Regions from separate parts of the Oryctolagus cuniculus genome. Here region 2 is linked to region 1. Evidence: chromatin contacts called from public Micro-C data. All regions are on one chromosome and are shown on one strand. Each heading gives the region's core, a stretch centred on a gene start, on an enhancer-like site or on the middle of the called end of the contact. The rest is flanking DNA. Distances are from core to core; before and after follow the strand shown. Region 1 holds the start of RILPL1 (Rab interacting lysosomal protein like 1). Region 2 overlaps RILPL2 (Rab interacting lysosomal protein like 2).

Region 1 (5,784 bases), core at 528-3,027:
GCACACAGCCTCTGCTGGGTATGCTCTGTCTAGGGATGTCAACCGTAATTCAAAATGCAAACATGTTTTTGAGACTTATGATTTAAAAAGGGTAGAAATATTACATGTTAAATATTTTTTAAAGATTAATTTGTTGGGGCAGGCGCTGTGGCGCAGTAGGTTAATCTGCCTGTGGCGCTGACATACCATATGGGCGCCAGATCGAGTCCTGGCTGCTCGTCCTCCAGTCCAGCTCTCTGCTGTGGCCTGGGAAAGCAGTAGAAGATGGCCCAAGTGCTGGGGCCCCTGCACCCACGTGGGAGACCTGGAAGAAGCTCCTGGTTCGGATCGGCCCAGCTCTAGCCATTGTGGCCAATTGGGGAGTGAACCATCGGAAGGAAGACCTTTCTCTTTGTCTGTAACTCTACCTCTCAAACAAATAAATAAAAATTTTAAAAAAGATTTATTTATTTATTTGAAAGGCAGAGTTACAGAGGCAGAGAGAGACAGAGAGGCCATAGCAGAGGGCTGGATCAGAAGTGGGGCAGCCGGGATTCAAACTGGCGTCCATATGGGATGCCAGCACTGCAGGTGGGGGCTTTACCCATTACTCCACAGCGCCAACCCCGCATGTTAAATATTTTTTAAATAAAAATTAACTATGCTTGGGGCTGGCATCTATGAAGACAGCGAAAAGGGGGCAACCTCTCAGAGGCCCCCCTGGGCACGGCGACCCTTTTCACAGAGCCCAGGGAGTCAGATTAGGAAGCAGTATCTGTAAAGATCTTGGAATGGGACTCGCACTATGTATTTTGTAGCTAAATGTGAAGCAAATACTCCGTGCATCCTAAACTTTTTTTTTTTTTAATATATTAATCAGTGGGTACCAGGTCGGGGTGAGACTTCTGCCTTGGGGAGCTCACAGTCAGACCGGGGAGGCCTCTTGTGTAACCAGAGCTGCCCAGTGGCGGCCAGGGGTGGGTGGTGGGCGGCTGCAGACTGCGGGAATGCAGGGGAGAGGGTCCCGGGCCCGTGGCCTGGGTTGTGGTTCAAAACAGGTTCTCCTGGGGGTGGCAGGGGGGTCTCAGGGACGTGCGGATTGAGCCAGGTCCAAAGGACAGGGGGCTGAGACACGAAGACTCGCGGGGCCGAGGTCCCGGGCCGGCCTCGCCCTGGCTGTGAAGTGGCGTTCACGGCACCGGGAGCCGCGCTCGGACGCCGGACCCCTCCCCGCGCCTGCCCCTCTCCCAGCGCGGGAGCCGGAGCGCAGGGCCTGGCGCCGCCCTGTTCGCCCGGTGCCCGAGCCGCAGCGGAGGGGCTGGGGCCGGGGTCCCTGCCTTCACGCCAGAAGCCCCACCCTGTTCTTGAGGTGGGGGCCGCCCCCTCCTCTGCCCGGCCTCGACCCTCCCCGGCAGCGGGTGGCGGAGGAGGAGCCGGGAGCGGGAGGCGGGCGGGGAGCGGTGCCCCGAGGCGGCAGCCGAGCAGGCGGTGGGTGCGCGCGGCCGCGGGGACCCCAGGGCGCCACCGGGCGGCGGAAAGCGGGCGCGCCCCTCGCCAGCCCGGGATCGGGGCGGGGCGCGCGGCATCCCCGCGGGGGGAGCCGGTCCGCCGGCCTCGTCGCCGCCGCCAAAGTTTCCCGGAGGAGCCAGGGGCCGCCCTTCCTCCCGGGCCTGGCCGCGCGGACGCCCCCCGGGCGCGAGCCGTTTCCGTGGGCAGCGGGGCCCCTCGCCGGCGCGCCCGGCGCCTCCATTGCGCCCAACTCGGATTCCCAACTTGGGAGGCGCCGCGGGCCTGCGCACGCGCGCGCCTTCCTCACCTCCCCTCCTCCTCCTCCTCTTCCCCCGCCCCCACCGGGGAGCAGGCTCGGGGCCGAGCCGGGCGCCCTGAGCCGCCGCCCGCCCGGCGCGCCCTCGCCCGCGGGCCCCCTGAGCACGGGGCGGCGGCGCCGGGGCGGCCGGGCCGGCTGCCCGCGACGCCAAGTTTGGGAGTTGCACTAGTTGGCGGGGCGGCCATGGAGCTGGAGCGGGGGTCGGAGCCGGCGGCCGAGTCGGCGCTGGAGAAGAACGTGGCCGAGCTGACCGTCATGGATGTGTACGACATCGCGTCGCTCGTGGGCCACGAGTTCGAGCGGGTCGTCGACCAGCACGGCTGCGAGGCCATCGCGCGCCTCATGCCCAAGGTCGTGCGCGTCCTGGAGATCCTGGAGGTGCTGGTCAGCCGCCACCACGTCGCGCCCGAGCTGGACGAACTGCGCCTGGAGCTGGACCGGCTGCGCGTGGAGCGCATGGACCGCATCGAGAAGGAACGCAAGCATCAGAAGGTGGGCGGCGGCTCGCTCCGGCCCCTCGGGGCGGCGGGGCCGCGGGGCTCTGCGAGTCTGAGCGGACGGGAGGAGAGCGCCCGAGCAGGGAGGGAGGCCCCGGCCCGGTTCTGCCTGGCAGGTGCCATCAGACACCTTTGCCGTTTCATAGCTGGGTGACCTTGGGTAAGTTACCTGACCTCTCTGGGGTTTGCGGCCTCACCTGGCAGCGGTGGGCACCTTTCGAGAACGGTGGGGTGAGGCCGGTAAAGTGCCCAGGTGCTGTTTTCCTGGAAGGAAGGGAGCCCCGGCTCTTCAGTGTCCCCCGTGGCACCAGGCTCCTTTCTGGTCCCCAGGGAAGGGGCTGGGACCTGCGGCCAGTCTCCAGGTCCCTGCTGCAGCCGTTCCGGGGCTTCCTTCATTTGCCCGCCTGTGCCCTGGGGGGCTGGCCGGCCTGGATTCCTTTCTTTGCCCCTCAGGACCCTGTGAGGGAGGAGTTACCTTCATCTCACAGAGGGTGGGAGTGGAGTCGGTGGAGATGGCTCCCCGCCTGCTTGAACCCCAGCGAGAGGGGCTTGGAGGCGGCTGCCCGTGCCACCACAGAGGGAGTTTGTCTGAATCACGGCTTCCCACTGGGCCGCGCGTCCAGACGGGGAGTCTGGGGAAAAGGAAGTGGGAGATATGTGGTTTCCGGCCCCGACCTCAGCCCGGGAAGTCCTGGCAGGCCCTGCAGGCTGAGACTGGGAGGAAACAGCTTTCCTGGGGGGCTCAGGGTGCCTGGCCCGCTCTGGCTTGCCCTGCGGCCTCAGGAAACACAGCTGGCCTCCCCGAGCCTCCCTGGCTGGCCACCACCTGTTGTGTGTTTCGGGGAGAGCTGGCAGAGCTGGGGCTGCAGCCTGCGCCCGAGGGCAGGTCCTGGGTGGCCGAGAGCGCGGTTGCCAGGTTGGACTGCCTGTCCTCACAGGTCCCTGGCCCTGAGGTTCCATGTCCAAGGTCACACTCGGAGCCTGAGCCTGCCTCGCTCCTCTGCTCAAGTTTCGGGATTGCAAGGAGCCACGCAGGCTTTGGTTTCGAGACCCCGCCCCCCCCCCCAGGTCTGCCTCAGTTTCCTCGGCTGTGAAGTGGGAGAACAGTCGTTACCTGCTAGGGACAGTCGTTACCTGCTAGGGTGTGTGAGGATCCATGGAGGTGGGAGAAGCCCAGTGCCCAGGGCGGAGCCTGCCGGGCGCGAGGCTTCGCAAGTGGTCCCCCTATTTTTAGGCCTGGGCGGACTTGCCGCTGGACACTGGGGCTGACAGTGGGGCTCCTCCCCGGAGGCCCCCATCCCTTCCAGAGGGCCAGAGTGGGAAGGGGCCTTTGGAAACCTGTGTGTGCGGCTGCCTGTCACTGACCGGGACTTCAGGGCTCAGCCCCTGTCACACGGAGGCCCTGGCCCCCGTGTCCCCAGCCCTGGTCCTTTGGTGCTGCCGCGGCTGGCAGACACCCTCGGGAGCTGCTGGCGGTCGCCAGGCCTGAACAACTGCACTTGTTGCTTCTGGAGCACGCTCAGCCAGGACGGAACCAGCAGCCCGTCCAGAGCCTGGCTGGCTGTGAGCAGGGAGGACCAGCTCATGAATCAGAGGACAAAATCCTTTTCGCAGGCCCCTTCCTTCCGTCCTGGGGACCTGCAGAAACTCCCGAGGTCCTTTTCTGTAGCCTTGAGTGCTGTTTCCATGAAAAGTTTTCCAGGTCTGCCTGGCCGCCCGAGTGTGGCTCCAGCGAGACGCGCCCGCCTCCCCCGCACACGCCGGCGCTTGGTCAGTGCTGCGCATCCGTCGGTCTCAGACGCTCAGTCTGCAACCTCACCCACAGGCCTGGCCTGCAGGGCACCCTCCTCGGTGCCATGGGCAAGCAGAGAAAAGCCAAGCGGTGGGGGCAGGGGCCCCCATGCAGGGCAGCAGTGGGGTCAGAAGGAGGCGTGGAAGCGCACAGTCTTTGCAGACCAGTGGCTGTGCACGGGCGTGTTTAGTGAGCTCCGTGGGCACTGGAGTGGTCTTGACCCTCGTGGGCAAGGCCTTTTTGGGCAGGGTCATCAGACAGAAGTGTGATGTGGCTCCCCGGTCAGTGGGACAGGCGAGGGGAATTTTCACACATCCTACCCGAGGTATTTTCTGGGTGTCAGCCCTGTAAGTAATTATGAATGAGGTCTTCTGCATTCACTTTTTTCTACTCCATCTCTGAACCTGGTGTGTATTTAACCCTTGTTGCACGGGTCATTTCCGCCAGACGTGGTCCAGGCGCTTAACGCCATGGGTGTCATTAGAGCGTGAGGAGAGAGATTTAAAACCAACATCAGCTCATGGGAAATGGCATGAGAAAAATACGACAGTGCCTCAGAAAATCTGAGAATGGAATTGACAGATAAACTTACTTTGGTGCGTAAATATTTTGAGAGGCCGGCGCTGTGGTGCAGCGGGTTAAACCACCTCCTGCAGTTCCGGCTTCCCACATGGGCACCAGTTCAGTCCCGGCTGCTCCAGCTCCCATCCAGCTCCCTGCTTCTGGCCTGGGAAAGCAGCGGAAGATGGCTGGAGTGCTGGGGCCCCAGCCGCCCACGTGGGAGACCCGGGCGAAGCTCCCAGCTCCTGGCTTCCGTCTGGCCCTGCCCTGGCCATGTGGTCAATTGGAGAGTGAACCAGCAGAGGGAAGATCTCTCTGTCTCTCTGTGTCTAACTCTGCCTTTCAAATGAATAAGTAAATGCATCTTTTTAAAAATGTTTGAAATCCAGGGTGGGCATTTGGCTTAACATCCATGCCACCCTGTGGCATCCCATATTGGAGTGCCTGGGCCCCTGCCCCTCTCTGCTCCTGGGCCCCTGCCCCACCTCTACGCCTCGGTCCCTGTCCCTCTCTGCTCCTGGGCCCCTGCCCCACCTCCGCGCCTGGGTCCCTGCCCCACCTCCGCGCCTGGGTCTCTGCCCCACCTCCGCGCCTGGGTCCCTGCCCCACCTCCGCGCCTGGGTCCCTGCCCCACCTCCGCGCCTGAGCCCCTGCCCCAGCTCTACGCCTGGGTCTCTGCCCCACTCTGCGCCTGGGTCCCTGCCCCACCTCCACGCCTGGGTCCCTGCCCCACCTCTACGCCTGGGTCCATGCCCCACTCTGCGCCTGGGTCTCTGCCCCACTCCACTCCCAGTCCCAGCTTCCTGCTGCTGCACAGCCTGGGAGACAGCAGTGATGGCTGAGGAGCTGAGCTCCTTCCACCCACCCACACCGGGAGACCCAGATTGGGTTCCTGGCTCCCGGCTTCAGCCTGGCCCAACCCTGGCTGTTGCAGGCGTTTGGAGAGTGAAACAGTGGGTGGGAGGTAGCTGATGTGTGTCTCTCTCTACCTTTCAAATAAATAATTAAACTTTTTTATCTATGCAGCTTCTATGACATGCATTTCCATGAACTTTTAAAAGACCCCTCCTAGACCAAGGAGATGTCTATTATGACTATCAGTTTTGTTGAGAGGTAAAGTCAGAGAG
Region 2 (6,341 bases), core at 1,429-3,928, 81 kb after region 1:
CGCCAGGTTTCGCAGGGGTGTGTGCGCCCCATGCTTGTTCCCTCTGCTCACTCTGCCCCTCGCTCTCCGCCCAGGTTCTCTTTCCGGTCCGGGAAGCAGATCTAAGTCGAAGGCCATGACCCAGGCCACAGCTGCCCGCCTGGAGAAGACGGCCAGCAGGATGCCTTGTGGACCCAGCTCTGGGTGCCGTCAGCACACACTGTGCCCGCCCCCTTGCTTCCTCTCGGGCGGTCTGCGGCGGAAGATGAGGTTCTCCCAGCCCGCCTGCTCCCCGGCTGCACAACTGAATGCCCTGCAAGCTGTAGCTGGCGCAGGAGGTCGGGGGAGAGCGCCGGGGCTACCTCCTGCCCTGTGAGTTCCGCAGAGAACGCTGGTGGTGACCGTGCCGCAGACGGGAGTGGGGAGCGCTGTGGACATTCCAGGGGTGACGTCACTGACGCTCCGCGAATATTTGACTCAGCCCACGTGACCCTCTTTGTGTGATTTTATATTAAAGCAAAATGACTTTTAGACTTTCTGAGGCTATTTGGAATGGTGTCCTAGAGTTCAGGTAGTGGCTGGGTCCGTGTGTGTGCATGTGTGTGCGTGGCACTTGCCCCTGTTTCCTGGGCTCATTTGTGATGCCACGCTGCAAAGTCTAACTGTGGCGCTACTGATCTGAAGGCTCGTCCTGGGGTCGGAGTTGGTGAGATGAGAAGGTGGGTGTGTGGGAGTGAAGGAAATGCGGTCGGGAGAGAGCGGGGCTGCTGAGCCTGCGCCCTGGACTCCCTCCACTGTTCCTGGCAAGGACGCAGGGGGCTGGGGCTGAGCCTGGCCCCCTGTTTGTGGATCTGCAGACTGAAGCAGCTCGCACAGCAGAGGCAGGCTTGACCCAAGGCCTGGGTTCTCAGCTGCGAAGCTCTCTGCAGAGTTTCCAACATTGCAGGGAACTGCAGAAAGTGGAAGTAAAACTATGAGTTTATTTTGAGGCAGAAAATTCCTTTGTAGTTGATGAAAATGCATATTATGAGAAAACTAAATGGATTCCAAAGTTTTTTTTTTGTTTCGTTTTGTTTTTTGTTTTTGTTTTTTTTTTGTTTGTTTGTTTGTTTTTTTGTTTTTTTGTTTTTTTTTTTTTTTTTTGACAGGCAGAGTGGATAGAGAGAGAGACAGAGAGAAAGGTCTTCCTTTTGCCGTTGGTTCACCCTCCAATGGCCGCCGCGGCAGGCGCGCTGCGGCCGGCGCACCGTGCTGATCCAATGGCAGGAGCCAGGTGCTTCTCCTGGTCTCCCATGGGGTGCAGGGCCCAAGCACTTGGGCCATCCACCACTGCACTCCCGGGCCACAGCAGAGAGCTGGCCTGGAAGGGGGGCGACCAGGACAGAATCCGGTGCCCCAACCAGGACTAGAACCAAGGGTGTCGGCGCCGCAAGGCGGAGGATTAGCCTATTGAGCCGCTGCGCTGGCCTAAATTCATACTTTTAACTGCATTTTTCTGTGAATGGTTTGAAGTACTTTATGTTAATGAGCACAAGTCCCTACATCCTGCTGCCTGTGAGGTGGGTGTTGTTCTCTGTGTACGCTCAAGGTGGTACATGCAGAGGGAAGTGAAGGAACTTGGCCAGTGTCCCAAGCTAGGGAATGCTAGGAGCAGGACACGGAGCGAATGCAAATGCCACGACCCAGTCTTAAGCACCCTGTCTCCAACAAAAGGGCCCTGGCCTTAAAGCCCTAATCCAGAGGTGGCGTTGTGGCCCAGCGTGTTAAACTACCACTGTGATGCCGGCGTCCCGTACCCAAGAGCAGGTTCGAGTGGTGCCCCACGTCTGACCCAGCTCCCTGCCAGTGTGCCTCAGGGGCAGAAGAAGATGGCCCACGTACTTGGATTCCAGCTAGTGGAATTCTAGGCTTCTGGCTTCAGCTTGGTTTAGCCCAGGACATGGCAGCCACTGGAACCACCAGATGGAGGCGCTCCCTCTGGCCCTCTTTCAAGTAAACAGATACATGTTTTGTTTTCAAAAACGCCTAGTCCAGGTCACCCTCCCGAGTCACCCCTGAAGCTCTCAGGATTGCTGTCTCCCTGGCTGGCTGCTCCCCTCTCGTGCTCCCTGGCGGGCGAGTGTGAGCACGGGAACCGGAACCACAGGCGGACATGAGTGAGGGCAGCAAGCCACGCAGAACGTGCGTGGCTTGGGCGGGGCCATATGCGTGGCAGAGGCCGTTCCTGGGACTGAAGTTTGGTTGCTTGGTGGTTTTCTAAAGATTTTATCCATCCATCCATCCATCCATCCATCCATTCATTCATTTATTTGAAAGGCAGAGTGACAGGGAGGTCTGCCATCAGCTGGTTCATTCTCCACACAGCCCAGGGAAGAGCAGGCCAAAGCCGGGAACCAGGACTCCAGCGGGACCTCCCACATGGGTGGCCCCGAGCACGCCAGCCATCTGCTGCTTCCTCAGGCCGTTACTAGAGCGCTGGGACTCAAACTGTCACTCTGCGGGATGCTGGCATCGCACGCAGTGTGTTAACTCCTGTACCACAGCACCGGTTCCTGGGGACTGAAGTTGGAAGTCCAGCCCTGGGGGCAATCCTACTACACCTGAGCCATCCTTGCCTCAGTTTCCCCATCTGCAGGGCACGGGGCAGCCGCGAAGCACACGTAAGATCATCGTGCACTGCCATCAGGGAGCCCTTGGTGTGTGCGGCTCGTGTTTCCAGACCTGGGGTCACCCTGTGTAAACACAGCCCTGCCCCCTTCTCCTGGGGGACAGACCTGAGAGCCCCCAGCCCCGGTGGCGCCAGTACTCAGGCTGGGCATTTCGTGCAGTGGTTAGGGCACAGCTTGGTTCCTACTTCCTGCTAATGGGAGGCAGCAGGGGCCCAGCACCCTCATGGGAGGCCTGCAGAGGGGTTCTTGGCTCCCAGCTTTGGCCTGGTCCAGCCTGGGCTGCAGCAAGCATTTGGGGGAGAAGCAGGGCACGGGAGATTCCCTCCCTCCCTCCCTCTCTCCCTCCCTCCCTCTCTCCCTCCCTCTGCCTTTCAAGTAAATGTTTCACGAAGTCTCCAGCAAGAAACGCTTGGGGAGTGACTCAGGACAACCTGACGCTGGGGCGTGGGAACATTTCTCCCCCTGGCCGCAGCACAGATCACGCCCCTGGCGCCCCCTGCTTCCTGCCTCTCCCCCACTGCAGGCTCAGCACACACCCAGCGAGGGTGCGGGGCACAGGCCGAGGAGCGGGCTCCAACCAGGCCTCATTCAAGAGGCACAGGAAGTGGGTGCTGCGCCATCATCGTCTCACACAAATGAGCAAATCAACGCCTCCATTAAAGGAGGACTCGGGAGGACCAGGCTGAGCATTTGCAAACAGCCAGCGGCAGGAATCTATCTGTGCCAGACACTCGGCGAAGGGCCTTTTGTGCAGTAAGTCACCCAGTCCTCGCGATCACACACAGCGTCCCAGCTGTTACCGTCAGCCTGCCACAGGTGGGAACCCACACCCGTGTCGGCGGCCTACATGCCTACATGGGCAGGAACTGGAGCTGCCGCTCCCAGGCCTGTGTGGCCAGCAGACCACGTGGACGCCCCTCCCCCCAACACACACAAGGAGACTGTAAGAACACCCGAGGACCAGCTCCCCAAGATGCCCCCCAAGGCGCACAGGCAGACGCCTGCACAGCGTCAGGTTTCAGGGGCCACTGATTTTGTGTGAGAGCGCACAGCTGACCAACACGTGAAGCCAACGCTCGTTCCTACACCAGGGTCCGTACTTGTCTCGAGTGCCCAAGGAGTGGGGCTGAGGGAGCCACCAGCCCATTTAAGATGGGGACAAGGGCCTGGCGGGCGGAGGGACATCTGCCTAAGAACGCAGCTGCAGCTGGCAGTGCCCCCAGGGGCCGGCCTGTCCATGCTCACCTCTCACCTTCACGAGCACCTATGCCTCCATCACATTTCCAGGCCCCCTAAGTGGACAATCATGTGCACTGATACCCCGCCCCCACCCGCCGTGTGGCCCTCACAAATAAACCCCAGACCCAGTCCGGGCTCTTCATAAGAACAGACACACAGGCAGGTGATCTCGCCTGGCAATAAATACTTTAATTTCTCATTTCATTTTTATGATGACAAATAAGATTCAAGTTTATTTCCTTTTTGTTTGCTTACATACAAAGCTAAACCACGACAGGTACAGCCCGCATTTCCACGCTGCCATCGGATCCTCCTCCGACTTGCTGCCCACCCACCAGGCCGGCGGGGGCGGGGAAGACTTTCTTAGGTAGCACCGTCATGAGCCTGGGGTGGGGGGAGGCGCCTGGAGCAGAGGGCAGGCTCTTGACCTGGCCCCACTGGCCTGGGGGCGGACAGTGAGAACCAGCCCCCTCGGGAGGGAGAGGGAGCCACTTCTCCTCCCACCACCGGTCCAGGGGAAAACACTTGAGCTTTGTCCTCGAGCCCTGCCTGCTGTCCCGTGTACCTGGCGCCTTTCCCTGAGGCTGGCGGCAGGGGTCCTGGGGCACCAAGGCCTCGACAGCAGGTCATGGGGGGTGGGGTGGGGGTGGGGCGGCCGGGTAAGTCATTTCTGGTCCCACTACAAAAACTTTATTTTTGATTAGAATAGAGTACCATCTCAAATCTCGCCTACAGAAACAAAGCAAAGAAACCCAGAACAAAAAAATGCAGCCACTTCACTCACTTCAAGACCTATATACATGTAAGTTGTTTGCTGTGGGTTTTTTTTTTTTGCCTTTTTTCTTTTTTAATTTTTTTTTGCTGTTTTTTTTTAAACGTTTTAAATTTTTTTTTTAAAATAAACTCAGTGTTCACATTTCTATAAAGAATTAATAACCCAGTTTCGGGAACCCTGCCCCGGCAGCACAGGGAGGCGGCACCTCCCCCGCCTGCCTCCAGCCTGCTCGGCCGCCTGGGGAGGGGCAGCCTGTGGAAGAGCAGTTGACACCAGGCCTGTGCTCGCGGCCCCGGGGGCCAGGAAGCTTTCGAGAAAGCAGAGGGGAAGACTAGCTTACTGTTAAACCCTTTAAAAAATATTCATACACTTCAGCGTGCGCCTGTCGAGACGCGGGGAGAACAAGAGCTTGGAACGCCCGGGGCAGGCCGGGCAGGCGGGCAGGGCCTGGCTCTGCACCTGCAGGCGGGAGGCCCGCCCGGCGCCCTGCTTCTCTTTCCTCTCTAAAACCTGTGCCGAGTCTTTGACCGCATGCACGGGAAGCACGGACGTTCGACTTGTATGCAAAAAAGGTACAAAACAACTAGAATATAAAAGTTTTGGTAATGTAAGGCCATCTGTTCAAGTCCACCTTGGAAACCTGGAACAGACATTTAAATACTACAGTGAAAAGGCATCTTAATATACTTTTTAAAAACATCTGAAGTAATCTGCTAAGACTAAGTGTAAAAAAACAAAACAAAAACCCATTCCCTTTGAGGGCACTTTGTCCTTTGGAGAGGCCGGCGGCGGCGGTCAGTGCTTCAGCCAGGGGTGGGCTTCGATGGAGGCCTTGCTGCGGTCCCCGTAGTCGTAGAGGAGCTCCTCCCCGGCCGCGATGTCCCGCGCAGCGATGAGGATGAGGTGGGGCACCCCGTCGATGTCGTGCAGTTTGGTCTGGCAGTTCCCGCACTTGCTGTGGTTGATCAGCCGTCCCAGGCGGTTGGTCTCGCGTGTGGCGTCCACGCTGGTGGGGAGGGAGGGGGTTACACAGGCAAAGAGGCCTTTTGACCCGTCAAGGGCTGGAGGCGCAGGGGACACAACCCACAAGGGCTCTTTCTGGAGACGAGGGAGGCAACTGGAGAGTTTTACGAACTAGATCCATGGATAGAAGTCAACTCCGCTGGCCACAGCCAGGAGCACTTAGCGGCCACACAGAGCAGCCAGGTGGGCTGCCGGGCAGGGCTGTGTGAGACGGGTCCAGTTCTGCTTCTCGCTGGATGAGGCGGCCCCCAGCCCACCTCCCACCCCGGGGCTTCCAGACAGGAAGTAGGGAGACAGCCCCGAGACAGGCAGCAAGAACTGCACCCAAAGCCGAACCACAAAGAGCTCGATCAGCCCAGGCCCGTGGCTGGCGGGGCGCGGGGCGGCCACGCGAAGCAGCCGCGGACTTACCAGTAGGTTTTGCTCAGATACTGGAAGTAGTACATGTAGCAGCCCGTGGAGGGGTCCTGGGCGTACAGAGCCTCGCGCTTCTTGGCATCGGTGATCTCGATGAGGTCGCCGTGGTACTCCACCACAAAGTCACCCCGGGAGAACTGCTTCGTGGCAATTACGCCCCTGCCTTTGCCGTCGATGAGGTCAATCTGCCAGGAGGCGGCGAGAGAGCATTGGTTTTTAATAGCAGTGGCGGCTGCAAG

The links. A called contact is a pair of places that touch in the nucleus more often than the background predicts.
Region 2: a contact with region 1 is called in a Micro-C map of ear pinna, with 2.9 times the contacts expected there. The contact joins the enhancer-like site here to the promoter of RILPL1 in region 1. A contact is called at or near these places in 2 of 6 Hi-C or Micro-C datasets (ear pinna and an unstated tissue).

Annotation. Positions count from the first base shown.
Region 1 is chr21:5,859,818-5,865,601 of mOryCun1.1, forward strand. It overlaps RILPL1 (Rab interacting lysosomal protein like 1), which reads left to right and starts at 1,778. Exons shown (of 8, transcript XR_011385252.1): 1 at 1,778-2,299.
Region 2 is chr21:5,939,898-5,946,238 of mOryCun1.1, forward strand. RILPL2 (Rab interacting lysosomal protein like 2) reads left to right here. Exons shown (of 4, transcript XM_051828885.2): 4 at 75-510. The coding sequence ends at 105. It overlaps KMT5A (lysine methyltransferase 5A), which reads right to left. Exons shown (of 8, transcript XM_070066111.1): 7 at 6,097-6,287; 8 at 4,057-5,668. The coding sequence ends at 5,458. Among named protein-coding and RNA genes, the nearest start is that of KMT5A, 19 kb to the right of the region's middle. Within about 2 kb of position 2,679, at least 2 of the 8 cell types and tissues checked have an H3K27ac peak or open chromatin away from gene starts, as enhancers often do. A contact at or near this core is called in ear pinna, where this site is marked.